Linked DNA regions of Capra hircus: region 1 is linked to region 2. A link is a contact called in public Hi-C data. All regions are on one chromosome and are shown on one strand. The core of a region is the stretch at or near the end of the contact, and the rest is flanking DNA. Distances in the headings are between cores, read along the strand shown. Region 1 has its middle 5.1 kb from the start of ARID1A. Region 2 has its middle 57 kb from the start of ARID1A.

Region 1 (7,432 bases), core at 4,285-6,784, 53 kb after region 2:
GTGGACTCTAAGTCGACCTGTTCTTTCCTTTCTCATCTGGCCAATTAAGGACATTATTTGGTTTGGTGCATCTTAGCCATTCATTTTGGTGGACAGCTGTTTCTCTTGTTAAAGGCCAAAGACCATTCTAAACCCAGAGTCAGCCAAATAGGTAAAACAAATATCTCATAATTCCACATACCTGCCTTAGGAGGACTGGACTCCAATCTATACAGGAATCACAGGCATAAGCACTGTGACGTACAGGAGCCTGAGCTCTGAGTGCAGCCAGTGTGGCATAGATTGCGCCTTGTGGACATTTTTGTGCCGTTTAGTCCAAGTACAATTGCCCATTGTGAGAGTCTATGTGACCCTGAAACAAAAAGACAGAAGCAGAGGAGGAGCAGGAGGAGAGAAATTATCTCCATTCTCTTCTCCTCTGGGGGAAAAATGACTAAAATATAACCTGAGTGTAAGAGCATTAGTAATATTAATATCTTTGATAATTAGGCCAGTGATCTCAAAGTACTTTTAAAATCCACTATTTTCTTTGTACTCACCAAAGTCTCTTTAAGGCCCCACAGAATGGGAATAACCATGTCTTAAGTTTTTCCCTGTTTCTCTTTATTCATCAACATTCTTGCAAAATGAGGGATTTTGCTCTGAGTGTTAGAAACTCATAAATTTTGAAGGAAAAAGGTATATACTGTTTTGGAGGTAGATAATATCTTTACTGTTAGAGATCATCCTACACGGTATTTATGGGATGAACAAAAGTAGTGTATATTACAGTGTCGTACATCACAGCAGGGTAACTGTCAGAGAACCTTCCACTTACTGTAAACTGAATGAGAGGACTGGCATCCAAAGTAAAAAAAGTGGAAACTTCCAGACTGGTTTCAAAGCATCACAGTGAAAAGACAGTCATTTGACTCATGGAAAACCTGTGCCCTGATGCTTCAGAGTGTACATAGTCCACATGATTAGATTTTGTGAGTCTGAAATCTTGATCATTGCCATCTATAAATGGATACAGCCTTTTGGAAATCTGACTTAGAATGAAAGTCTGGACCTTTAACTCCAATGACGAGATACTCTCAAACTGTAGGTAGGCTCTTTGCATTGATTATTAGGTAGTTTGTTCTCCTTTAACTTTTTGTCTTCCCTTTCCACCCCCAATCACTCCTAAGAATTACACTTCTAAGAGAGTTTTTGTTGTCTTTGTAGTACCTCATTCCTGTAAATTCCTTCTTATCCATGTTTTTGTTCTGTTTCAAGTAGTTTGGGAAATGGCAGTGTAGAATGTATTTGATATAACCCTAGTCCTGATCAGGATTTGTGTATATATATGTTTATACAGGGAAAGACTAGGTTAGATAGTACAGCGTATACAGTGGTGAAGTATTTACTAAATTAATTCATATCCAATTAGCAGATCACTCACAGGCAGTTAAAAAGTGATGTCAGTGAACAGTTATGGCTCACCATGTTTGCTTGTTTGCTATTGCTTTAGTCCTAGCACCATTGCTATGGCAGGGCCCTCCTCTGAATTTTATTGTGGGACTTCAGAAATGTCTCCTGCCAACGATAGCATAAATAAGTATTCTAGGAGACAGTTAAAGCAAGGAACAAGTTACTTAGTGTGGTTTAAAATATGGTTTTATACTGACATTATTGGCAATAGTCATAACATTAATTTCTAGTTGAAAAAATAAAACACTTACAGGAATTTGGAGCCTAAATAGAAGACCCTTTTGGGTGGAAATTGGGTCAGAACAGCACATGCAACTCAAGGATTGCTGAAGAAGGGCAAGCACATAGAGTGAAGTTGCTTCATCATGAAAGGTGAATATTCATTGTATAGACTGTGTGTCCTTGGTGAAGTTTATAAAATGGTTTCTACCTAAACTCCCTGTAATAGTTACCACTTGTGCTCATAATGGATTACTAAAAATTTCAGTAGCCAATCAGGTTGTGACCTCCTTAGCTCTAAGCGTCTTCCTAGAAAATATCTTTCTTTAAAAAATAATTGTATTTATTTACTTATTTATTTTTGGTTGCGCTGGGTCTTCATTGCCGCACATGGACTTCCTCTAGTTGTGGCAAGCAGGGGTTACTCTTTGGTGCAGTGCATGGGCTTCTCATCTCGGTGGCTTTTCTTGTGGCTGAGCACAGGCTCCAGGCCCAGGGGCTTCAGTAGTTGCAGGACACGGGCTCAGTAATTGTGGGACATGGGCTTAGTTGCTTTGTGGCTTGTGGAATATTCATGGACTTGCATTGGCAGGTGGATTCTTATCCACTGCACCACTAGGGAAGTCCTAGAGAATATCTTAGGAAGGTTATGTAGTATCTCAGTTCTCCTATGTTTTCATCTTGAAAACACGGCTGTAGTCATAAAAAACCAGAGTACGTGAGAATCGACTAGAATCCTTCTTGTCTAGCTACGTTGGACTTCCAACTTTAGCTGGACTAAAGCAGAACAACATCAGTCATGAACTCCCAAGTTTTGTAGAACGGACTGCCATATTTTTAGGTAACTGTCATTGCCTGGGGGAAAAAATACTTAAATGAGTTCTTGGACTTTGTTCTGAGGTCAAAAGTGACCTCACATTAAAAAATGGGTATTTTATATAATGATCTCGGTGTCTGGGGCAAAAATCGTACCTAATGTTGTGTGATATAATGTATTCTTTTGCTTGAACAGAGTTTGTGGATGGATTCTATTAAACAAAATACATTGTGGTGGAGAGGAGCGTGCAGTGTGTGTGTGTGTGTGTGTGTGTCTCATTATTTCAGTTTTTAAGTGGCCTTTTGGGTAGGCTTGATGCCGTGTGTCAGGTTGTTTTACTTTTGTCTCCTGTTCTCCCTACAGCAAGACTGGAAGAACAACAACACACTTATACCCGAGCCAATTGGAACCAACCTACTCGTCTCCACCCCCAGCCCCTCTGTAGCTTCATTTCAATGTTGTTAAATTTCAGGGCAGAAAGTGATAATTTGGAAAAGTGCCAAAACTGACTGTAATTTTTCCTGGCAGCTTTCCCTTGGTGTCACTGGTAAGTTCTGCATTTCACTGGAGTACCACACCACTGCTACTACAATATTCCACAGCAGACCTTCTCAATTGGTCCACTCTCATCTTCGGAAGAAGCCATTTTTCAGTAGGGATAGATGGATTTACACTCTCTTAAAGCTAGTTGGAATGCTTTCCCTTAAGGGCCATTCACTTCCTGCCTTATGCCTTGTAAGTTCCTTTGGCTTTTCCTTGATGCTTACATAAAAAGCCTGGGATGATCATGCTGGAGTATTCTCTTGAGGTGGCTGAGTTGCACACTTGCTGCTTTAGCCTCCCTTCATGTTTCAAAGGACTGTATGCCCTGCCTCATTCCATTTTGTCTGTGCTCACTGGGTTTTTTCTTTACTTTCCACCTCTCTTCTACAGATTTGTGTTGGAGCAAAAGACTCCATTCCAGATCCATTCCAGAGTTGCTATGAGAAACTTCCCCACTCTCTGACTTTTTTTTCTATCTCAGTAAAATGGCAGTGTAAGAAAGCTCTGTGCAATCAGGGTTGAAATAAATACCCACCTAGAATATTTGATTTTCTTTCTGACATTCTTCTCCATTCTCAACTTTCAAAAATTTCCCTTACAATCATTTTACATGTGTGAAATGTTCTAGACTGGTTTTTAAAGAATAAAGCAGAACAAAAGCAGCCAGTATTGGTTTAATATGGGAAGTCAAAGAAAACAGACTTTTCCTGTTCCTGAGCAATGCCTTCAGTATTAAAACTGGTGACCTTATCTTTCTTTGGTAGTGTTGTGAGTGTGTTGTTAGTTAGTGTGTTGTTTAGTTCTCCAAATCTAAAAACAGCTTTGTGTAATAAGTGCTAAATACAAAACTGTCCTGTGTCTTCTGATGGACTATAAAGTGGCTTTCAAACTTCTTTGTAAGTAGGTTTGTCGTATATGCACTGTTTCTGTGTCAACCTTCAAGGAGGCTCAGCAGAAATGCCCAAATTCCTGATATGCTTAGTGGTTTTATAAAACTCCAGTCTGCAATGGTTTGTCTTAAATTAGTATTAATACTTTTGCACTATCTTCTGCAAAAGAATCGTCAGCAAGCTCACCAATGAGACAGGTGGATAAGGAGAATGAATATATTAGTGTGAGAGAATTGGTGCCTTTCTCCTCATGTTAGATTGACTCTGAGTCCTTGCTTTGTTTGAAATCTACCACAATCCAGATCAGCCTGGACCTTTATTTTATCTTATTTTACATTTCAGTTTTGGGGTAGGTGATGGTGAGGCTAATTCTTTTTTATAGTGGTACAAAAAAAGCAAGTTGACTTATACTTAAGGTTTTTTGTTTTTTGTTTTTTTTTTTTGCAGGGCTCCTCTTCTGGTGAAAAAAAAGACTCATTCAGAAATTACCATTTCTCCAAATGTGTTCTTTCTTATTGTGAAAGATAAATTCCTTCAAGTTGTTTATTTTAAAAGTTTAAAATGAATGGCAAAAGGATCGAGACAAGCAGTTGTTGAGCCACCACCATGCTTGATACCTCTGGACTTGCTCCTTTGGAATTCTAGGTGCTGGGCAAGGGCAATTTTACCAGGGTCTGTTGAGAGCGCCACTCGGACTCCGTTCCATTTTTCTCGGTGGCGATCCAGTTCGTATCTTACAGCTCCCGCCTGGAAGCCGGCAATATAATGAATTGCCTTGACTCTTGCTTCAATCCACTTTCCTCGCTTAATATGCAGCCCAAAGTTTTGCAGCTCGCTGTCAGATGGTAGTGCTAGACTTTCACACTGCTCCCAAAGCCTCCACTGGGGCTGTTTCGGAACACGGAGTTACAAACTTTAAGAAACAGACCGCTCCAGACGGAAATCCACGCCAGGCTTTGAGCTCTGCTTCTGGCTTCCGTCAACTGACATAGTTGCCCTTTTGCTCAAACTCTCAGCTCCAGTTCTCACTCGGGAGAGCTCTGCTGGGTGTCTGCTTGCTTCGCCGCGACGGAGACGCGTGCAGGGCCACCACCCGGCGCTCCATCCGATTTCCCCGCGTCTTAGTTCAGAACCTAGACAAACCCTCACTTGGGTCCCTGGACTTAAACGTTTTCCTTCCAAAAAAAAAAAAAAAAATGTAGAAAAGAAAGAGCTGGGCCCAATCTTTTGTTTATTGAATTTTGTATTTCGGACACTTAGGGGAAGCAAATAGCCAGAAAGGAAAGGCGGTCCACCTTGCAAACGCTTCCATCTCTTAGCAAACCCTCCAGGCCTGGGTTCCACATTTTGCAGTTGACTGCGTGGATTTTAATAGGTTGCTCCCTTACTCTCAGGCCCAATCCATGCATACCGTGCAGCCAGATTAAATGAGAGCACATCCTCTGCCATTTTCAGTCGGTTTGTCCTGGCAGCCCTGCCCCCTTCCCTGGCTGCGGCAGCAGCGGGAGTTAATGCTGCGCGCAGAAAACTCCGCCTTATCCTCCGGGCCGGAGATCCAGTCCACGTTTGCCAAGTGCCGTGCGGTTGGGGACGGCGATAAGAACTCTCTCGTGAGGGAGCCAGCGAGACTTTAGTCCGGTTTCCATGTCAACGATTCAGTCCATATTTGCCATCAGGCTGTTGGTGGCACTGGAGCTTTCGTGCGGGTAGCGCTGTCCTAGTCCTAGTTCTCCAATCTGCGCCGGGATTCCTGAGCTGCCAGGGTGTGGGGTTAAAAGGCAGGGACCGTGGGGGAGAAAACTCCACCAACTGGAGGACCCACAGTCCCAAACCAGGGTCTTGGAGCTCGGGCCAGCCACGTGCCCAGCTCCTCTCCTCCCCCCCTTTCCCGCTGCCATTGCCCCTTGGGAAAGCTAATGCGCCAGTTTCTAAGAAAGTTCCCGTCCACTCGGCTGTCCCTGGGACAGTGATGTGGGCTCTAGAGGTAGCCGTGGAAGTGGATCCTAAAGGATTTGAAATTTAAAAAAAGAAAAAAAAAAAGGTGGGAAAGGGGAAATCCTAAATTACCTCCTTCAACCCAAGTAGATAGATTTTTGTGCACTTTATTGCTAGATAAAGATGGTGGCTGTTTTCAAAACAGCGTGCCCACGTGTCAGAAAGGGATTTTGGCATTTTCCAAATTTCACAGCCATTGAAGAAGGGGGATGAGGGCTTCCTCTGGAGGCAAATTCATTCTGGCTTCCAGATTTTCACTGGGCTCCAGGTTTCTCATTACACTCCAGCTCTGAGGGAAATGGCAGGGTAATTGCATGTAAAAAATTCTTCATTTGTGTGCAGGACTCAGGACTGTTTGCCAGCTCAGAGGCAGTTGATTAAATAGCCAAGCTCCATTTCTGAGGCAGCCTATAATTTGGTTTCTAGGACCTGATGCACCAGGAGAGTTGTTGCCCCTGAGGACTGTGAATGAAAGGAGGGCACTGGTCCATTCCAGTCAGTCAGATTCTGGTAGGCTGGTTTGGTTCTTGGCTTGAGGGGAAGAAAACACCACTCTTAGAGTCTTAAGAAGTTTGTGCCTTTTTAGTGTAAGATGATATTAGGTTTTCTGGGGGTTAAGAATGAGTTCAGGTTTGGGGAATTATTCAGTGACCAGTGAGTGGCACAGCCAAAAAAACTCCAGGGGCCTGCGGAATCTGGAAATTCTAAGGTAATGGTTCTATGGCCATGAAGCATCTATTTACAATATTTAAGTGGGGATGAAGCCCTGGTGTCTAATGACTAGCTGACCTAGCATCTCTCAAGGCAGCCCTGGGCTTCGTGAGAAGCCGGATTCTGGCCTGTGTAGCCTGTCATGTCAGAGAATTCTAAGTCAGTCAGAGGAGGACAAGGCTGCTGCTGAGATGTGGTGGAGCCTGTGAATCTAGAATTTTCTGTGTATACCTCCAGTTCACTCAGCATCTCTTAGAATGTAACAGTAAACTTTAATGATTCCTTACAATGAAGGATAGAAAAACAAATTTAGGCTGCATCTGTTTTCTGAGTGAGGTGTTAGACGGCACCTTTTCTCTCTTTTTAAGGAGAAAACTGTTCCCTCTATTTGGTCATCCCTCTTTGGCAGGGGTTCCTTTGAACACTCAGGTTCCACCAGTCCCTGGAGTCTCTTCTGTGGTCTGTTACAGTCTTACAGGTACTGTCTTTGGAGACTGGGGACCTTGGTCATTGTGGGCAAAGGTGGGGCTTGTGTCTTCCTCCAAGAAGGCGGTCATATGTCCCCAAAATGTTTTCAGGGGTGACCATTTTATATCAGTTGAGATGACCAGCTTTGATCTCAAACCCATTCTGATGTTCTGATCCCACTGTTGTATATGGCACCACTTTTTTTATTACTATTATTTCTAACGCTAAGTAGACAGGGGCAGCACTGGGGACTCTGCTACTTTTTAAAGTCACCCTCCACTGCCCCTGTCTTTGTAAGTGATAGGCTAAGTGACAGGCCAGTCCCCTATGCTGTCTT
Region 2 (7,373 bases), core at 2,920-5,419:
TTTTGGTGGGAGGAAAAAGAATCTAAGTAAGTCTGATTGCTAAGACAGCTTCATGGTCCTTTTCAACGGTCATGTATGTTTATTTGTTTGAAGATGTAGCTGAGATCAGCCTTATTCTCCATGAAACAGCCTCGTCTTTACCATACTGCTTTCCTAGGGTAAGCGCGTAACTGGCTCACTAGTGGGCTTGTCTTTGTTTTTGTCTCCAGCTTTCCCAGTCAGTTTCATGGGCTTCACGACACATTTTGCTCAAAATGAGCCGTCTGATCTGACTCTTGCATGTGAAATTTAAGGCTGACCTAGCTGCTATTGTTTTTCAACCATCAACACAAAGCTGTACTGCTTGATTTCTCTCAGTCTGCCAGATTTTATTAATTTTACTTTATCCACCCTTCCTACAGTCACCCCACATTATCTTACTGTGTTGTTTGCCTCTGGAATTGCAGTGTAATAATACAATTCAATTTTTAAGATCCTGGTGGTGTAGAATTCACCATCCTGCTCCCTAGGTGTTACTAAATAAATTTTAGTTGCACCAATATCTCCTAAAGGTGCCAACTGATACCCAAGCCATCATTCAGGATAGTACTGATAATGCTAAAGAAGTGATCTATAAACACAAGACTTAAATAGTTGCCCACTGATAAATTTAGAAATCCTGACTCTTAGAACTTCAGGGATGTTGTTATCAGCTGACTTTTAGTGAGTGCTTTCACATCACTATGTGCTAAGTGTTTTTCAACAAACTACTGAAGTATATAATATTGTTTTCTCCCTTTTTTACAGTGACCAGGTGAATGGCAGCAAGGATGAAACACACCTCAACATTTTGTGGTCCAGCCTCCACATATATTTTGAATACTTCTAGTGATGGATGTGGAGCTTGTTACATTCTAAGACAATCTATTTCATATTTGCGTGACTTCTTTCATATTCTGAGCTACAGTGTGTGTCTCTGAAGCTCCTAAATCATCAGTTTTAGAATCTTAGAACCTCCCAGGACAAGTCTCAATTCTTTTTTTCACACATAGCTCTTCAGGTATTTCAAGATGGCTCTACCATCACTTATGAATTCTTTAACTCTTCCTCCTAAGCTTGGATTTCTCTCTTTTTTTTTTTTGCTTTACAATACTGTATTGGTTCTAAGCCTGGATTTCAAGTCTCCTCACCCTCTTGGTTGGTTGCTCTCTTTACTACATCCCTCTAAAAGTGAACACGTTACCTAGATGAGGTCTAACATAGAATGAAGTGGAGCTCTTTCTCTCCTCGTTCCAGATGCTGTATTTCTATTAATCCAGCCTAAAATTGTATTTAATTCATCTGAAGCCCCACTTGCTGAAAAAACCCAACCTGACACCCCACCACCCCTCTTTGTTATGTACTCGATTTTCTCGTTTATGCTCCTTTCCTAGTTCTCTTGTAACACGTGCACACGATTCAGTTCTTTTCGGCACGACCTTGATCCTCATTCTTTGCTCTGTCAGATTGATCGCTCCCTGAACACATATGTTACATTTATTTTCTCTCAGCTTCTACCACCTTATCTTTTCCCACCTCATCTCCTGGTTTCTACCCATTTCAACATCAGAGAATCCAAATCACTTTTAACCATCTTGCTTCTTTCTGAATCTGGTGAGGTTGGATGTGTCTGTCCTGGTTAACATTTACAATGCATATGCTGACAGTTTGAGGCTAGCTTCCAAGAGAGTAATCTGATTTGGGAATGCTTTTCCTAAGCAGATCTCAACAGATTTCACTTTACTGGAGTTCCAGAGGAAAAAGCATAGCCCCAGACTTGGTCATATAGGGGACATCCTGAAGACAAAAGATGGTGAATTAATGAATGATGACTCTTCATTTTATGGACAGTTAAACTGACAACCAGCTTGGGTGATGAGAAGCACAATGGAAACAGTCTGGGTTTAAAACCTAGTTCTGTAGGTTCCATCCTGGGTTGTGTCAGTTACTTAACTTCTTTGTCTCAATTTATCATCTGTAAAATAATAGCAACAATTGTACCCACCTCTCATAGGCCTGCAGTGAGGAGTTAATTCATATGAAGAGCTGAGAACAGTGCCTATATCACAAGCAGTAAAGGACAAATATTATTATTCCTGGAAAGTAATTTAAAGGTAGAACAGAAAAGAGATTATTCTTCCTAGGTACTTAGGTTTTCTGTATGCATCTTTACAGACCTTAATTCACTGAGCCTTAGTATTGAGGCTTTGGCTTTATAAGGAAGCAGACACTCAGAAAGACGCTCAAGAGACATTTGTGAATGAATGCCCTTCAATCTGGGGGCTGGGGAGAAGCAGGGTAGAATTGTTATTTAAGAGAGAGTAAAGGCTAGAAGAATTATAATCTATCAGGCAGAAGATCTGGCATGCTCTCTTCCTTTTTTCCCCCGGTTGAAACAAACTAACCAACCCACTTTCAAAAATGAGTAAATGTAGATCCCAGTAAGGGCTGTGGAGCTACAGATCTAACCAAAGAATTAAATGGTTTACAATGGTCGACTTTTTGGATTTTTAAGATCTCTGGATTTAAAAAAATGAAAACACGACTTCCTGCCCACCCCTCCCCCCCAACCCCCCTTTTTAGTCTTGGTCATATAGCAGTTTAGCACAGAATTCTACAAAAAGTCAAAGGGTCCACAGAAAGTTACGTTTGGTCATGTTGTATGGTCTACAGTGTAGACTACACTAACAGAAGAGATTAGTTTAGGTTGTGTCAAATCATGTTAAAATACAACATTAAATAAATGCAAAGAGCCCAGAACAAAGAAAGTGATTAAGCTGGTTTAACTGCATTCAACCCACTATGCTAAATCCCCGTAGGGGGCTCTAGTTAAACAACAAATTTAGTTTCTTGGCCTAAATCCTTTTCTTCAAAGAAGAAATTTTTCTTGTGAGTAACTCTGATAAATTTGTTTTCATCTTTTTCATTTCTTAGTCTCTAGGGAAGCTAGGGTGAAAAGAATCTATCTGATTGGGCTGCATTTTTGGAAGAGATGTACTGTGAAGAATGGAATAGAAGGCGATGGGTTACACAGCTAAAGAGGCGTTGGAGGAACTGAGGCATGGGTGAAGTGTGATTGTTCAGCCCCAGAAAAAGGCCAGCTAGTGACACCCGGGATAGGATTTTATCAGGCAGTGAATCAAATAAGGCTGCGAGGGAGATAATAAGGTGTAATTATAGCAGTGCTGTTAGTGCCTGTTCATGGGGTCTGGCAGCAATTTGGTTGAACACCCCTCATTTTGAGAAATTTGTAATTTGGCAGTAAGAATTCTTGCCTTAAAATTTGGCACAAACCTTCACAGTTTAATATTGCAAAATCTGGGAAATGTTGAAATGTGGCTGCTATTCTAATTGAACTTTTTCAGGCTTTTTCGAATTGGTTTTTTTCCTGTTGGATTCAGAAACAAACGCCTCTCTTTTAAAAAGTTCACTAAGGTTTTTTTAAACCACAAACTCATGTACGCTTACAAGCAGATTACTGCTGTAATAAATTCTCATGACTTAAATCTTTGTGTACATACAGAGGGGAAAAAAGCTTTCACTTGAAAAATCCCGAGTTCCTTCTGTTTAGTAGCCCTTTAAAAATTCCCCACAATCAGTATTTTGTTTAATTTCCTTTGAGTCAGAGCGGTGCAACGTGGTGTTGCTCTTGGTTTTATGAACCGACTGCTTCCCCGAAGCTTATTCCCCGTTGTTTTAAAGTAGAAGGGAGGTCACCGGGCTGTAGTGAAATGTGGCCAACTCCGCCTGGGACCAAGCTGGCCCAACGGGCTTCTCTAAAGTAACTGGAAGTTTTCTGACAGGAAACCGGTCAGTTGTTATAAGCGTCGGCTCGGGTTCCCACGGCCCCGGCAGCTGCAGCTCCCCCGACGCCCCTCTCGGGGCCGGGCAGGAGCGCGGGGTGCGGGGCGCTGTGGGCGGCAGGGGGCAGCAGCGGGAACCCGTTGTTCTCCAGGCAGGGGGTGGGGCGGGAAGCTGCCCCCCCACCTCGTTTCCGTGCCCCGCGCTCTCCCCTCCCCCTCTCGCGCCTAGCCTTGCCTTGCCTTGCCTTCCCTCCCCTCCCCGCGGGAGGAGGGCGGGGGTGCGGAGCCCTCCCCCGGGACAGGGGGCGTGTGCGTCCCCTCCGCTCCCCTCCCCCCGGCCGGGCTCTCCTGGCTCCCCGAGGCGGGAGTTTCCAGGAAGAGCTGAGCGCGGTCGCACCACCGAGCGCACGGAGACGTCAAGTAGTCCCTGAGAGCGACCTGATTCAGAGAATTCTAGCTGCCAGAGGCTGTCGGGAGTTGGAACTCTGAAAAGACTGGGAACATCTCTCTGGCCTGGGGAGCTCTGGGAAAGAGGTCCGAGGTCCCACTTTCCATTCCTGGAGAAATATGTGTAGTGGAGGCGGAACGAGTTCCGGCGGAGGGCTCGGACGCGCCGGGTGGAGTGAAGCGCCGCGCGGTCGAAGCGCTCACAGAGTTAAAGTGGGCGGGAAAACCCGGAGCGGACTCTCCCTGACACGCCTAGGACCTCCCTCCCCACTCTCCTTGGGGGAGGGGAACGAAAAAAGAAGAGACAGAAACGTGTTCCCTTTCTCTGCTTCCTAAATGCCTAGTGAAGAAACAAGTGGCGACTCGCCACTTCGAGAAATGCGCTGCAGGACCTTCAGCTCCCGGCGGGGAAGGCTCGTGTGGCTCCTCCTCCAGTAACGTCCGCACCGTCGGCGCTGGGCGCGCGGTCAGAAACCCAGGCCTGCGACCTGGAGGAGCTAGGCGCGCGCATGCGTGCGGTGGGCGCGCGCTTCCCGCCCCTTTCCTGAGCGCGTTCGCTTCCCCCCTCCCCCCACGTTCCTCAGCCGCCACCTCAGAGCTTCCCCCGCACCCAGCCCTCTCTTTTCGGGGGAGGTGGCCCATCTTGCCCATCGACTGACTAACCCCTTCACCCCAGCTTCGCCCCGCCTCCCCTGAGCTTCGGTAAGAACTCCGCAGCTAGGGCTCAGCTTTCACATTCCCGCCTCCGCCTTCTATCTCCCCTCCCAACCCTTAAGCACTTCCTGCAAACTACCCCGTTCTCGCTCCTTTCGGCGCCGCCTCCTCCCAGCCCTAACTGGATGGGTGCGTTCACGTTGGTGGGCCTCTGGGTAGTACCTTGTATTCCTCCTGGAGGCGATGGCTGCTCCATTTTACAGATGAGGAAGTTAAAGTCCAGAGCGCCGACGAGCTTGTCTCTAAAGGCTCCTTGTTGTTGTACAGTCGCTAAGTCGTGTACGACTCTGCGACCCGGCGGCCCGTAGCACATCAGGCTGCCAAGTCGCTTAACTATCTCCGGAGTTTTCTCAAACTCCTATCCATTGAGTGGGTGATGCTCCCTAACTACCTGACAGAACGTGGTCCGGTGGAGGAGGGAATGGCAAACCACGCCGGTATTCTCGCTAGGAGACTCCCATGTACAGTATGAAAAGGCTCCTTTTGAGTTGTCCCCCAAAGCAAACACTGTAACTGGCTTTGGAAAGAGAAACCCTTGACTTGCTACAATTTAAGCAACCTTGGAAAGCCAGTCCCAGTCTTGGCACCCTCAATCCTTCCGGCCAAACCACCGAGCCCAGTTGGCAAACACCATAGAAACAATTTATCCCAAATCAACTATGTAGCGACCTCTAAATTAGAAAAAGAGCCAATTGGTGACTTTAGAGGTTATGTATAGGCTATTTATTCAATGTGAAGTCGTTTTTAAACGCACTGTGTAATATTTTCTCTTAGATGTTGTAATTCTCGTATTCCTTCCCCAATTTGAGATCATGGTTTTGGTTTTGAAAACATTTTCATATAATTTGTCTCCCAGTAACAACAACAACAACAAACTTTTCCTTTTTGTTAGTGTCAGTGTTAATCGCACAGTCACATCTGACTGTTTGCAACGCTGTGGACAGTAGCACACCAGGCTCCGCTAGTTCATGGGATTCTCCAGGCAAGAATACTGGAGTGCGTTCTCATTTCCTCCGCCAGGGGATCTTCCGCACCCAGGGACTGAACCTGGGTCTCCTGTATTTCAGGCAGAGTGTTTACCTTGTTAGACACCACAAAAGTGCTTTGTTAGTATGGTTGATGATTATTCCGAAATTCCACACCTTAATCCCTAAAGTCAATTCTTCCCTGGGCTTCAGTTCAGTTCAGTTGCTCAGTCGTGTCCAGCTCTTTGCGAGCCCATGAATTGCAGCATGCCAGGCCTCCCTGTCCATCACCAACTCCCGGAGTTCACTCAGACTCACATCCATTGAGTCAGTGGTGCCATCCAGCCATCTCATCCTGTGTCGTCGCCTTCTCCTCCTGCATCCCTCCCAGCATCAGAGTCTTTTCCAGTGAGTCAACTCTTCGCATGAGGTGGCCAAAGTATTGGAGTTTCAGCTTTAGCATCATTCCTTCCAAAGAAATCCCAGGGCTGATCTTCAGAATGAACTGGTTGGATCTCCTTGCAGTCCAAGGGACCCTCAAGAGTCTTCTCCAATACCACAGTTCAAAAGCATCAATTCTTCGGCGCTCAGCTTTCTTCACAGTCCAACTCTCACATCCATACATGACCACTAGAAAAACCATAGCCTTGACTAGATGGACCTTAGTCGGCAAAGTAATGTCTCTGCTTTTGAATATGCTATCTAGGTTGGTCATAACTTTTCTTCCAAGGAGCAAGCGTCTTTTAATTTCATGGCTGCAGTCACCATCTGCAGTGATTTTGGAGCCCCCCAAAATAAAGTCTGACACTGTTTCCACTGTTTCCCCATCTATTTCCCATGAAGTGATGGGACTGTCAGCTCCAGTTAAAAGTTATCTCCAGTAGGTGAGAGGTTTGCAAGAGACGTCATAGAGAATCTTGAGGCACTGCATCTCTAAACTTTTTGTGTATCACAAACTTTAAAGCTCTAAGTGGGAATTAAAGGAAAAGATTTGCGTAATTTTATGTATATCAAGAGATTCATTATTTCAGATTCAAATGTTTTGAGATTCTCATTCCAAGCATTGTAAATATGGATCTGTTTTGTTTTGTTAATTTATTTTATTTATTGCCTATGCTGGGTCTTCCTTGCTGGGGGCTTTCTCTAGTTGCTGCGTGCAGGAGCTACTCTTTGTTGAGGTGTGCAGGCTTCTCATTGTGGTGGCTTCTCTTGTTTCAGAGCACAGACTTTGGGCGCTTGGGCTTCAGTAGTTGCAGCACACGGGCTCAGTAGTTGTGGTGCATGAGCTAAGTTGCTCTGTGGTGTGTGGGATCTTCTTGGACTGGGGATGGAATACGTGTCCCCTGCATTGGCAGGCAGATTCTTGTCCATTGCACCACCAGGAAAGTCACTTGGTGGGACTTTCTTTTAAATGACTGTTTTATCA

Evidence for each region. Hi-C and Micro-C count contacts between places; a contact is called where the count stands out from the background.
Region 1: a contact with region 2 is called in a Hi-C map of blood, with 1.7 times the contacts expected there. The contact joins two enhancer-like sites. A contact is called at or near these places in 2 of 5 Hi-C or Micro-C datasets (both in blood).

Annotation. Positions count from the first base shown.
Region 1 is chr2:9,488,982-9,496,413 of ARS1.2, forward strand. No RefSeq gene overlaps it. Among named protein-coding and RNA genes, the nearest start is that of ARID1A, 5.1 kb to the right of the region's middle. Within about 2 kb of position 5,535, at least 4 of the 5 cell types and tissues checked have an H3K27ac peak or open chromatin away from gene starts, as enhancers often do.
Region 2 is chr2:9,437,297-9,444,669 of ARS1.2, forward strand. No RefSeq gene overlaps it. Among named protein-coding and RNA genes, the nearest start is that of ARID1A, 57 kb to the right of the region's middle. Within about 2 kb of position 4,170, at least 5 of the 5 cell types and tissues checked have an H3K27ac peak or open chromatin away from gene starts, as enhancers often do.